Regions from separate parts of the Mus musculus genome. Here region 1 is linked to region 2. Evidence: chromatin contacts called from public promoter capture Hi-C data. All regions are on one chromosome and are shown on one strand. Each heading gives the region's core, a stretch centred on a gene start, on an enhancer-like site or on the middle of the called end of the contact. The rest is flanking DNA. Distances are from core to core; before and after follow the strand shown.

Region 1 (5,017 bases), core at 776-3,275, 2.7 Mb after region 2:
ATATTGAGACAGAGACTGCTAAGCACTTTACACGGGCTATTGCCTTAACCTTCACAGTAAGCCTATAAGCTAGGGACCATTTGTTCTCATTTTTAGAAGGTTCCATACCTCCTAAAATATATGCACGATCACACACACATTAACTGGGACATTTAAGCTCAGAACTTCAGAGTCAGGTGTGGCCTTAGAGCTGTTTGAATACACATGAAAGCCATCAGGACCTTGGTAAGTATTGGTTAACTCAATAAACACTACTCTCAAGAGAAATATAAAGATGTACTGTTCTCTCCGGGTCTTAGTTTCTCCTTTCCTTCCATTGTCCTATGTATTTTTAACAGCAAGTCAGAAAACATGTACGGTTAACTGCATGACAGATAATAGGTCCAATTGGAGTTAAGAGATATGACTAAAATATGAACTTTTCCTGCTGAAAGGATCGTGGAGTTGGGAAAGGTGCAGAAAATACATTAGTCAGAAGCAGGAGTGGTTTACAGAGTGGAGATCTGACTGCATCTCACGATGATGAAGGCTTGAGAGTCAGAGGCAGCCCCATAGATGGATATGTTTGTATGTAAATTTGTGCACATTCATCTAACAAGTCTTAATCACACATGCAAAACACCATCCCGAACGCTCCACTGGGAGCTTTTGGATCCACCACAGATGTTCACTGGAGAGAAAGCTGCTGACATTTGATGGCTGGAGTTCAGGCTATGGCTTGAGAATGACATTTCAGGGACATGGGGGTCTAGTATACAATGATACAGAAGCTGGGTTTGGAAGTAAATTCTCTGCTGGTTGTTTTTTTTTTTTTTTTTTTTTTTTTTTTGGTCAAGAGTAGGTGCTAACAGGTAAACAGGTAATCTAAAGAATGCTGAAAACTATACTCTGGCCTTCATCTCTTATCAATGCCTAGGTAACCAAATCCACCAATTATGAACCTATTATCCTTCCTAGCCACTGCCTCTTCTAAATTCCTCAACTCTCTGCCTACTTACATCATCCAGTTGTCCAAGCTGTAATTGAGTCTTTATAGGAAAGACAGATTTCATGCCATGCAATAGTTGGACTATCTGGTGCTGGGGTGGGTGGGTGGTGGTACTGAATTGACATCTAACTCCTCCCCCACCCCTACCCCTGCAACGTTGTCTGGCTTTCCCAACCCCATCTGTTACCTCTTCAGACCAGCTGTTTTCCTCTCACCTGGTCTCTCTAGTACCTTGTACCTGGGTTATAAGTTATGTTAGTGTGGGGAGCAGAGCTTAATGTGGTTTCGCTCACTGTAGATGGCCAGTAAATGTCTGACAGATGAGATGAGCTGCCTCAAAATTCTTGTTTTCTTCTGCTTCTAGAATAAGTCAGGCAGCCTCATTTGGCCTCCAAGATCTACTACATTGAACCACAGCCAATTTCACTTGCTACCCCCACCCCCACCCCCTTTCACTACCTTGAAGGCCAGTTTAGACAGTGATTCACAGTTCTTGCCTGGGGCCACTTGTATTCTCCCATCTCCGTTCCAGGAAATCCTCTCTGTGCCTCCTAAAGCTAGGACTCATCCAAGTTTATAGGCTCTGAGAAGCATGGTGGTGGCCGACTGCTGCCTCCCGCTAAAGCCTCCCGCCACCCCAATCAGCCCTTAGTAGGCACAGCTGGCCCTCCTCTTCCAGGAAAAGCCTTGAGGGAACGGTTGAACCCTGGAAATTTCCCGTAATCATAAGCCGCGACTGTCACAAAGCAGACAGGAGATGAGTGGGTCCTCATGCTGGACTGGACAGAGGACCACGAATGGGGCCATGCAGGCTGAACCTCAAGAAGAAGCTGGGTGCGGGCCAAGCCATAGTCATCGGCGGGACAGGCTGAGAGATGCGAAGGAAGGGGTGGAGAGCTGGGGCTGGGTGTGCTTCCTGCCCCGGGATCTGGCGACCCGCCCCTGCTCCCGCCCTGGCGGCCAGGCAGGCGCTGGACGGCCCCTCCTGCCTCGGCCAGCCGCCCAATCAGCAGGCGCCCCCCGCCCGGCCCGCCCCCTCCCCCTCTGGTGACAGAAAGTCGGCCCAGCAGATGAGGAAGTGGCCGGCAGGCGGCCCTGGGGACTTCTCTCCGGCCCTGATCCCTTTGAACCCTTCACTGCTGCCCGCCTGGTTTCCACTGGTGAGTGTGTACCTTCCATGGCTCCCCACGTGCCAGCGCCCCCTGCCTGGCTGGCCAGGCTAGCCCTGCCCTGCCTGCCTTGCCCTGCCCTGCCCAGGCTGTGGGCGAGGCTGTTCCTGGGGCGAGTGGGTGGGAGGTCCCAGGCACTGGGGCTGGGCCTGCCCACAGGATCCCTCCCCGGCACCTTGGCCCCTGACCCCCATTTGCTCACACCTAGTTCTTTTTCAGCACCTCCTGGCCTTCCACCCTTTGCCCACTCCTCTCTTTTCCCTTCCTGCCCCATGCCGGTGCCCTTTTTCTTTTCCATCCATCTTAAGGGAACTGGCTCTGTTTCACTGCGGGAGGGGGGTGGTGCGCACCCGGGTTTCCCTCAAACTTAGGGAGAGATCCTCAGAAGTCTGGACTCCCTCTTGCCCTCTGGGTCACTGTGTATCTCCCGGTGTTAAGTGGTGGTGAAGGGCGAGTGAATTGGAGGAGGTGGTTGAGGGAGGAGATAAGGAACTGGCAAGCTCACGTGTGTCAGAGCACATGCCTAAGTGCTAGGCCCCACTCCAACATAAGCCACCAACCAAAGTCTAACTGTAGGAAGAAATGAGTGTCACTCACCAGAGAGCTGTGTGTGCAGAAGGGAGGTGTGGGTGAAGATGTACCCATGCCTGGTCAGCTGTATGTCCCGCGGTTAATGCAATCCCTGACAGGTGTGAAGTTTAGGAGCCTGGCATGTCCGAGTCCAGTAGGGAGGCCTGTTTGGGTGATGTGGTCAACAAGATATGCCTGGACTGTGTGTGGATGTATGCTGGCTAGCTCCTGGCGCGGTATGCATGTCTCTGGGGGTGGTTGAGAGCGGTGTGATGAAGGTACATATTACTGTGTGAGAGCGTGGATGTGGATGGTAGAACTCAAGCCCCAAGGCTGGAGATTGATGGAGAGCAGCTGGAGCACTCCGCTTGTTGGGCAATTGCCGGAGTCCTCTGGGACAAAGTCCTAGGCTCTCCTGGGTCTAGGCTAAATTTTTGTATCCCTATAAACTTTCCCTTGGCATTCCTTCCAACTTTGAGGAGGAGGGGACCTAGCCCATGAGGCTCCCTCCCAGAAGAGGGAAAGATTCCTGAGACCTCCCCCACTCTCCCACCTCCTCACATACCACTGGTGTCCTCACCCCTCCCTGGTAGGGAAGGGTGATGCCCATTCTAAAGTAGGACAAACTAAGAATTCATGGCTGGTTTGGGAGAGAATGCTGGGTGTGGATTTTTTAGCAGTTCTGGCTTTGGCCAGACGTCCTGGCCAGAAGTTTCTGGAGAACCTACAAACTTATCTGGCTGGTCAGAGGTGGTGAGGCTGGGGCTCACTTGGCTTTCTCAATTCTGGTGGGTCCTGCTCCTCTAGGCATTGACCTGTGGCCTGGACCCACCCTCCACCCCATGCCCAACGTAGCGGGGGCGGGAGGAGGGCGGGGCTGCTACAAGATCTAGTCAGACAGGTGGAGCCGCCAGGGCAGGAGTCTCAAAGAGCCAGGCTCCTGGAGTGGAAGAGAGAGAGAGGCAGAACTTGCCCCTGAGAAGAAGGGAGGAGAGAGGCTGGAGGTGAAGCACTGGAAGAAGGCAGGAGGCTGGAGGTGAGAGCCTGGGAGGCAAAGGGGAAGCCCGGGGGCACTGGTGTTCACCACAGAAGTGGAACCCTAGGTTTGTTCAGGTACTAGAAAGGACAGAAGCAGGTGGGAGTCCCTGCAGGGGACAGAGGCGAGAGGAGAGTCTTGGAAAAGGGCCAGAGGGACTTTACCTGGGAGAAGGGGGTATGAGAGGAGTGGCTGAAGGGGAGATTCTCTGGAGAGAAGAGTGTCTCTCAAAGCTGAGAGATGAGACTGCTTGCCAAAAAGGTTGAGGAAGTTCACTGGGAAGATGAACTGTGTTGTGAGGAGAAAGGCTCCAGGAGACCTGGAAGGCAGGTCTCAGAGGGAAGGAGGAAGGCAGGGAAGGGAAACACTCGAAGAGAGTGGAGGGGAAAGGTGGGACAGCTCCATCCAGGCAGGCCGGATGCTTCGGCAGCCGATGTTCCAGACTGTCTCTTCTCCCAGTACACGCCTGCTCACCATGGCCTCACCATGGCCAGGATTCGACCTGGGGCCTTGTGTATGCTAGGAAAATACTTTAGTTCAGAGACCTATCCTTTTGTCAGTGAGGCAGCAGCTGTCTGATTCTGTATCTTGTCCTGTGGACCACATGTGTGATGGGGGGCCATGCAGTGGTCCCTGCCTAATACCTCCTCTCCATCCCTCCTTAGAGTCCTTAGCCAGGATGGAGGCTGTTGTGAACTTGTACCACGAGCTGATGAAGCATGCGGGTAAGCTGCTGTCTATGGCACTGCCTTCCTTCCCTTCTTCCCTGGTATCCCAGGATCTAGGGTTATGTCCTTAGGAACTCCTTGTGACCTGACTCATGTCTAGACCAAGGAAGGCTCTTAAACCCTGTGACCCTCACTCCTTTGACATCCTATTCACAGATCCCCGGATCCAAAGCTACCCTCTGATGGGGTCCCCCTTGCTAATAACATCCATCCTTCTGACCTATGTGTACTTCATCCTATCGCTTGGGCCTCGAATCATGGCTAATCGGAAGCCCTTCCAACTTCGAGGCTTCATGATTGTCTACAATTTCTCACTGGTGATACTCTCCCTCTACATTGTCTATGAGGTAGGCTGGAATGCCTAGGCTGTAGTTTCTGTTGAAGGTTAAGAGTTAGGGTACAGGGCATGGGCCAGAGCATGGCACTATCTGTTGCCGAGGTTCAGTTAGTGAAGGGGAGGGGTTGCTGGGAGAGAACGGATGGTTTAATCCACTCTTTTCTTAGTTTCTGATGTCTGGTTGGCTGA
Region 2 (4,750 bases), core at 2,242-4,741:
ACAGCTAGCAAGTAGCAGCATTCAAAGACATTGGTCCTGGGAAGAGGGTTCTAAAGTCTTGAAGAGCTTCAGCTCAGGAATTAGGAGCCCTGCATCCAACTTTGTGACCAGAATCCTGGGCACGCTGCCCATTCTCATCTTTCCCAAATGAATGTCCTCCAGGGAGAACTGCAAGGTAGTACAGCTCTCAGGTGTGGCTTTAACTTGCTCAGGCTGTGATTTTGACAGCAATGATCTTGCCGCTCCCCGCCCCCCACACACACCCCATGAGAACTCCCAGAAGCTTGTAGATAACAGTCACCCACCCTACGTGACATCTTGGCATTTAAAGAGTTTATCATGCCACACCTCCATCATGATGGTGCTGAGATGAGCAAGGAATATTTGGTTTTCTAGAGAATGCTGAAGCATGGGAACCAGCACACACTCTCGCTGCTTCTCAGGCAAGTTTTAAATAGGGGATCCCGAGGATTAGGGTAACAGCATGTGCATCCCCAACGGAGAAGCAGGCATCACCTCAAAAGTCCCAGTGAAGCAGGGCCGCATGGGCCCCTCGGGAGCCCTGGCCTTGATGGTGTTGGCTTGGTCCTCGGACTAGAGGGGCCCATCCCTGAGAAAATAGACCAGAGAAACAGCCAAGTTCTCCTGAGAAAAATATCTACCAGGTATACAGTGCTTAGAGGGTGACTCAGCATCCGGGGAGGGGGTGGGGGATGTTTGCCCAACACTGAGGTGTGGTCTCCAGAACAAAGATAGACAGAAGACCAAACAGGTAGAGACACCAAATGCAGACTCAGCAGAAATACCAGCTCCACCAGCATGAGGGCAGAGGGTGGCGCATCCTTGGCCCTGCCCTCATTGAGCTGAGATACTCAGCCACTGTTCCCTTGGTATGGATGTAGCATCTACAATAGAAAGACCTCCCACCATGAATAGGTACCTCGATTGCCTGTGGATTATAGTGACCATAAACAAGATGTGTCTGTGTCTATGAAACGGTTTGTGAGTTTGGTAACCTCATCGTTCCATTTCCAGCCCACCAGGAAAGCACCAGGGCAGATCTGACCAATAAAACTGTTTGTGATGATAGAATGATATGAGACTGTGCTTTTCTATGGCCACTAGCCACATGTGTCTACTGGGTAAGGAGCCAGTGGTGCCAAGGGAACAAGTAGAACAAAGCTAAATGGGACATTTACCTGTACATTTGGCATATGTGGTTTGTAGCTTCTGTGCTTGGTTGGAGCAGCTCTAGAAACAAGAAGGGACAATAAAAAATGGGGCATCTATACCACAACTCCAGGCTTCAAAAGCATCAGCCACTGTCTCCTGCAAAGTAGATGTTTATTTCAGGTACAGAGTTGGGAAACAACCCCAGGAAAGTCCAACAGCTGTCTCCCGACAGAGCTGGAATTGCAAACAGGATTAAATCTCATGACTCCAAAGCTCTCTCCTACCTCTGCAGTACTCTGTTCACATATGTGAACATGCCATCGCATATCTAACAGGTGGTTGTAATTAGGTGCTTACCACTGGGTTCCACACTTAAAGGCAAATCAAGACACACACCTGGGCTTTAGGAGGGCTTCCTCAGGCAAAGGCAGTGTGCAGCTGCCACAGTGAGAATATAGGGATTTAAATCACTTTGGTTTCCTTCCAGGTAGCTCAACGCACCATGTTATAAATATCATTGACGTCTGCTGAGTTTCCAGTTTATATTTTAGGCCATCGTTCCTGCCCAGAATTCCCTATGGAAATACCAAGCAGCCTACTGGATTTCGAATTTAGATATCAAATCATCGGCTTCTTGACCTTGTCCCCAAACCTTCCCCCTTCTCGACAAATGGCAAGGCTCTTCTCACAGCACCGTTCCGAACTTCTAGGGTTGTCCATGGCTCCTTTTTTTTTTTTTTTTTAATTTTCTTTCATCTAATCCACCGACAAATATCTTTAACTCTATCTACAAGAAGCATACAGCATACTGGCCATCCCCACTACTGCCACTCCGCTGTCCTCTTCATGTCTATCCAGACCGAAGAAATACTTGGCTCCCTCTCTTTTTGTTGTTTATTTTCCAAACAGTAGTCAGAGTCATCTTTTTTTTAAAAAATTACTTATTTTTAATTTTATGTGCATTGGTGTTCTTCCTGCGTGTATGTCTATATGAGGGCCTTGGAGCTCCTGGAACTGGAGTTACAGACAGTTGTGAGCTGCCATGCAGATGCTAGTAATTGAACCCAGGTCCTCTGGAAGAGCAGTCAGTGCTCTCTTAATCCCTGAGCCATCTCTGCAGCCCCTAGAGTCATCTTCTATAAACTGAAAATTCAGAGTATGTTCCTCAATGGTTTTTCAAACTCCTTCTACAAAACCCTGCAAGGTTTACTTCCTGATGTTTCTGTAACTTCATTTCCTATCACTTTTTTTTTTCCAAACCAGGTCTTTCTGAGCACTCCTTCATGATACCATTTTACTTACTCTCTGGCTTCCTAAGGATCTATGCCCAAAAATCCCTTCATCAAAGACAACAGGCATGCCTCACCCTATCTTATTTGGGTTTCCTTCATAATATGCATCCACTTCTAAAGTGTAATATGTGTGCCTATTGTTGCTTTCATGCTCAAATACAAGCTGGAGCAGATGAGCAGATAAAATAGAGGAAGCCCAATTGAATTTAAATTTCAGATAAACAATGAATTATTTTTCAATATGAAGTTGTCATAGATATTGGAGGGCTCTTATAATTTAAAAAAAAAATAGCTAAACCAGGTGTGAGGATGCATGCCATTAATCCCAGAACTCAGGACCAAGGCAGGCAGATCTTTGCGAGTTCAAGAACAGCCTGGTCTACATAGCTAGCTCTAGGGCAGCCAGGACTACATAGAAAGCCTCTGTCCAACTCCCTCCCCCCTCCCCAAAAATCACTGTTTATCTGGTATTGGAAATTTACTAGTGTTCAGTATTTTATTTGCTAAATCTGGCAACTCTATACAGAAAGGAAAACACATTGGTTATTGTGTTTATGGCAGCATCCCCAGAGCTAGAATAGTCTCGATATTTCACCACCAGTAAATATTTATTGGATGGATGGGTGGGTGGGTGGATAGATGGATAGATGGGTGGAGGGATGGATGGAAGGACGGATGAATTATTCAACTGGGCCATTAAAACAATGAGCCTAAAGAACCTAAGAGTAAGAGGGATGGAGTCTTTCAAGAACTTTTCAGAAGGTGGAGCCTCGGGTGCCAGTCCCCGCCCCTGCTTCTCAGCAAGCAAAACTCTGCCTCCGCTGTAAGTTGATGCGGTCAGCCGCGGTCCGACAGGGGCGGGGCCTACTAACTGTGGCTCCAGACCCAGCACGAGCCAGAGCCGCGGCCCCTTTAACGTTCCACCTCCCCAGCACCACACGCGCCCTCCTGCGTGACGTCACCAAGGGGCGCCCAATGGGGGCGCGGCTTACTGGCAAGCCTTGCCCGGGGCCGCTGCCAAAGGGGAAGTGAGCTAAGACTGGAGCTATGGCCCGGGTCTGGAGCCTGCGGCGGCCGCCACCGCCAGCACATCCAGAGAAGTCGCGACCGAAGCAGGGGCCGGAGACGCGGCTGGACTGGCCGCGGCGCGTGTGAGTTGCGGAAGTCGCTGGTGGCGGAACACTTCAGGCTGGCGGAGCGGTGGTCACCCCTCATCACTGCGCCCCCTCCAGGCCCTAGCAGCAGGGCTCCCGCTCCTCTCGCGCGGGTCTCTACAAACTCAGGACAGAAGCCACGGGAAGGTGATCATCCCGAATCCTGGTGGGCGTCCCGGCCTGGGAGTTTTCTAGGCGCCCAGGCAGTGTTGGCGCTCTCCTGTCACCACCTCTCCAGTTAAGGATCAGCGAGTTCCCACTGCCTGCTCTGCAAAGTCTCCTCTCCTCCCATTCAAAAACAAGTTTATTTTCCTTCTGCATTGGGAATCTTGTCCCAGAGATCTAAAGTACCTTAGTTTTGTGTATCTTTCTCCCGCTTTCTGGAGCACTCCTAGAAATATTGGTTGCCTACACGACTTAGAATCTCGTGCTTGACTTAGCGGGTTGTTTTGTTTCGTTTTCCTTTTGACAGGTAATAGTTGTTTCAGAAATTTATCCATTTAGATCTCCAGTTCCTTGGCCATCTCTATGTAACTTCCCCCACCCCCCATCCCCCATCCACCTGAGTCCAATTTTCTCTGGGCTCTATTCTCCAGCCCTCAGTAGATCTGGTCAGTCCCACCTCTGGGTGGGAGTGATCAGGGGGCTCAGGCCCAGGATTTCCAACCCTGGAAGGCAGCTCCAAGTCAGCGAGAGAGTTGGGTGTTGGCTACGAACCTGGCAGCTCAGGAGTGGGCCCGCCACTCACCCCCCACAAAAAGATGAAAAAGCGCAAAGAGCTCAATGCGTTGATCGGCCTGGCTGGTGACCATCGGAGAAAGAAGACCAAGCAAGGCTCAGGCAGCCACCGCCTGCTTCGCACTGAGCCTCCTGACTCAGACTCAGAGTCCAGCACAGACGAAGAGGAATTTGGAGCAATTGGAAATCGCTCTCGTTTTGTCAAGTGAGTGTAGCAGTGGGGAGGGCTGAAATGGGCAAAAGGCATCTTGCACTACTACCAGCCGGGCAAATGGATGAGAAGGAGAGGGGAGTCCCTTGGAAGAAAAAGGGAAGTAGGCCTTGGAAAACAGGGAGAAAGGATGTTGGACAGGGCAAGTTCTAACTCTTAATAAAGAGTAAGCAGTCACTCTA

Evidence for each region. Capture Hi-C pulls out chosen DNA fragments and counts their contacts.
Region 1: a contact with region 2 is called in a promoter capture Hi-C map of adipose tissue, with 5 times the contacts expected there. The contact joins the promoter of Elovl1 here to the promoter of Efcab14 in region 2. A contact is called at or near these places in 3 of 39 promoter capture datasets (liver, neutrophils and pre-B cells), 1 of 115 datasets of contacts at active chromatin or transcription factors (astrocytes) and 2 of 9 other capture datasets (adipose tissue and liver).

The regions. Positions count from the first base shown.
Region 1 is chr4:118,426,068-118,431,084 of GRCm38.p6, forward strand. Elovl1 (elongation of very long chain fatty acids (FEN1/Elo2, SUR4/Elo3, yeast)-like 1) reads left to right here and starts at 2,026. Exons shown (of 8, transcript NM_019422.3): 1 at 2,026-2,148; 2 at 4,429-4,488; 3 at 4,648-4,838; 4 at 4,996-5,017. The coding sequence starts at 4,443.
Region 2 is chr4:115,734,279-115,739,028 of GRCm38.p6, forward strand. Efcab14 (EF-hand calcium binding domain 14) reads left to right here and starts at 3,492. Exons shown (of 11, transcript NM_001368627.1): 1 at 3,492-4,562. The coding sequence starts at 4,381.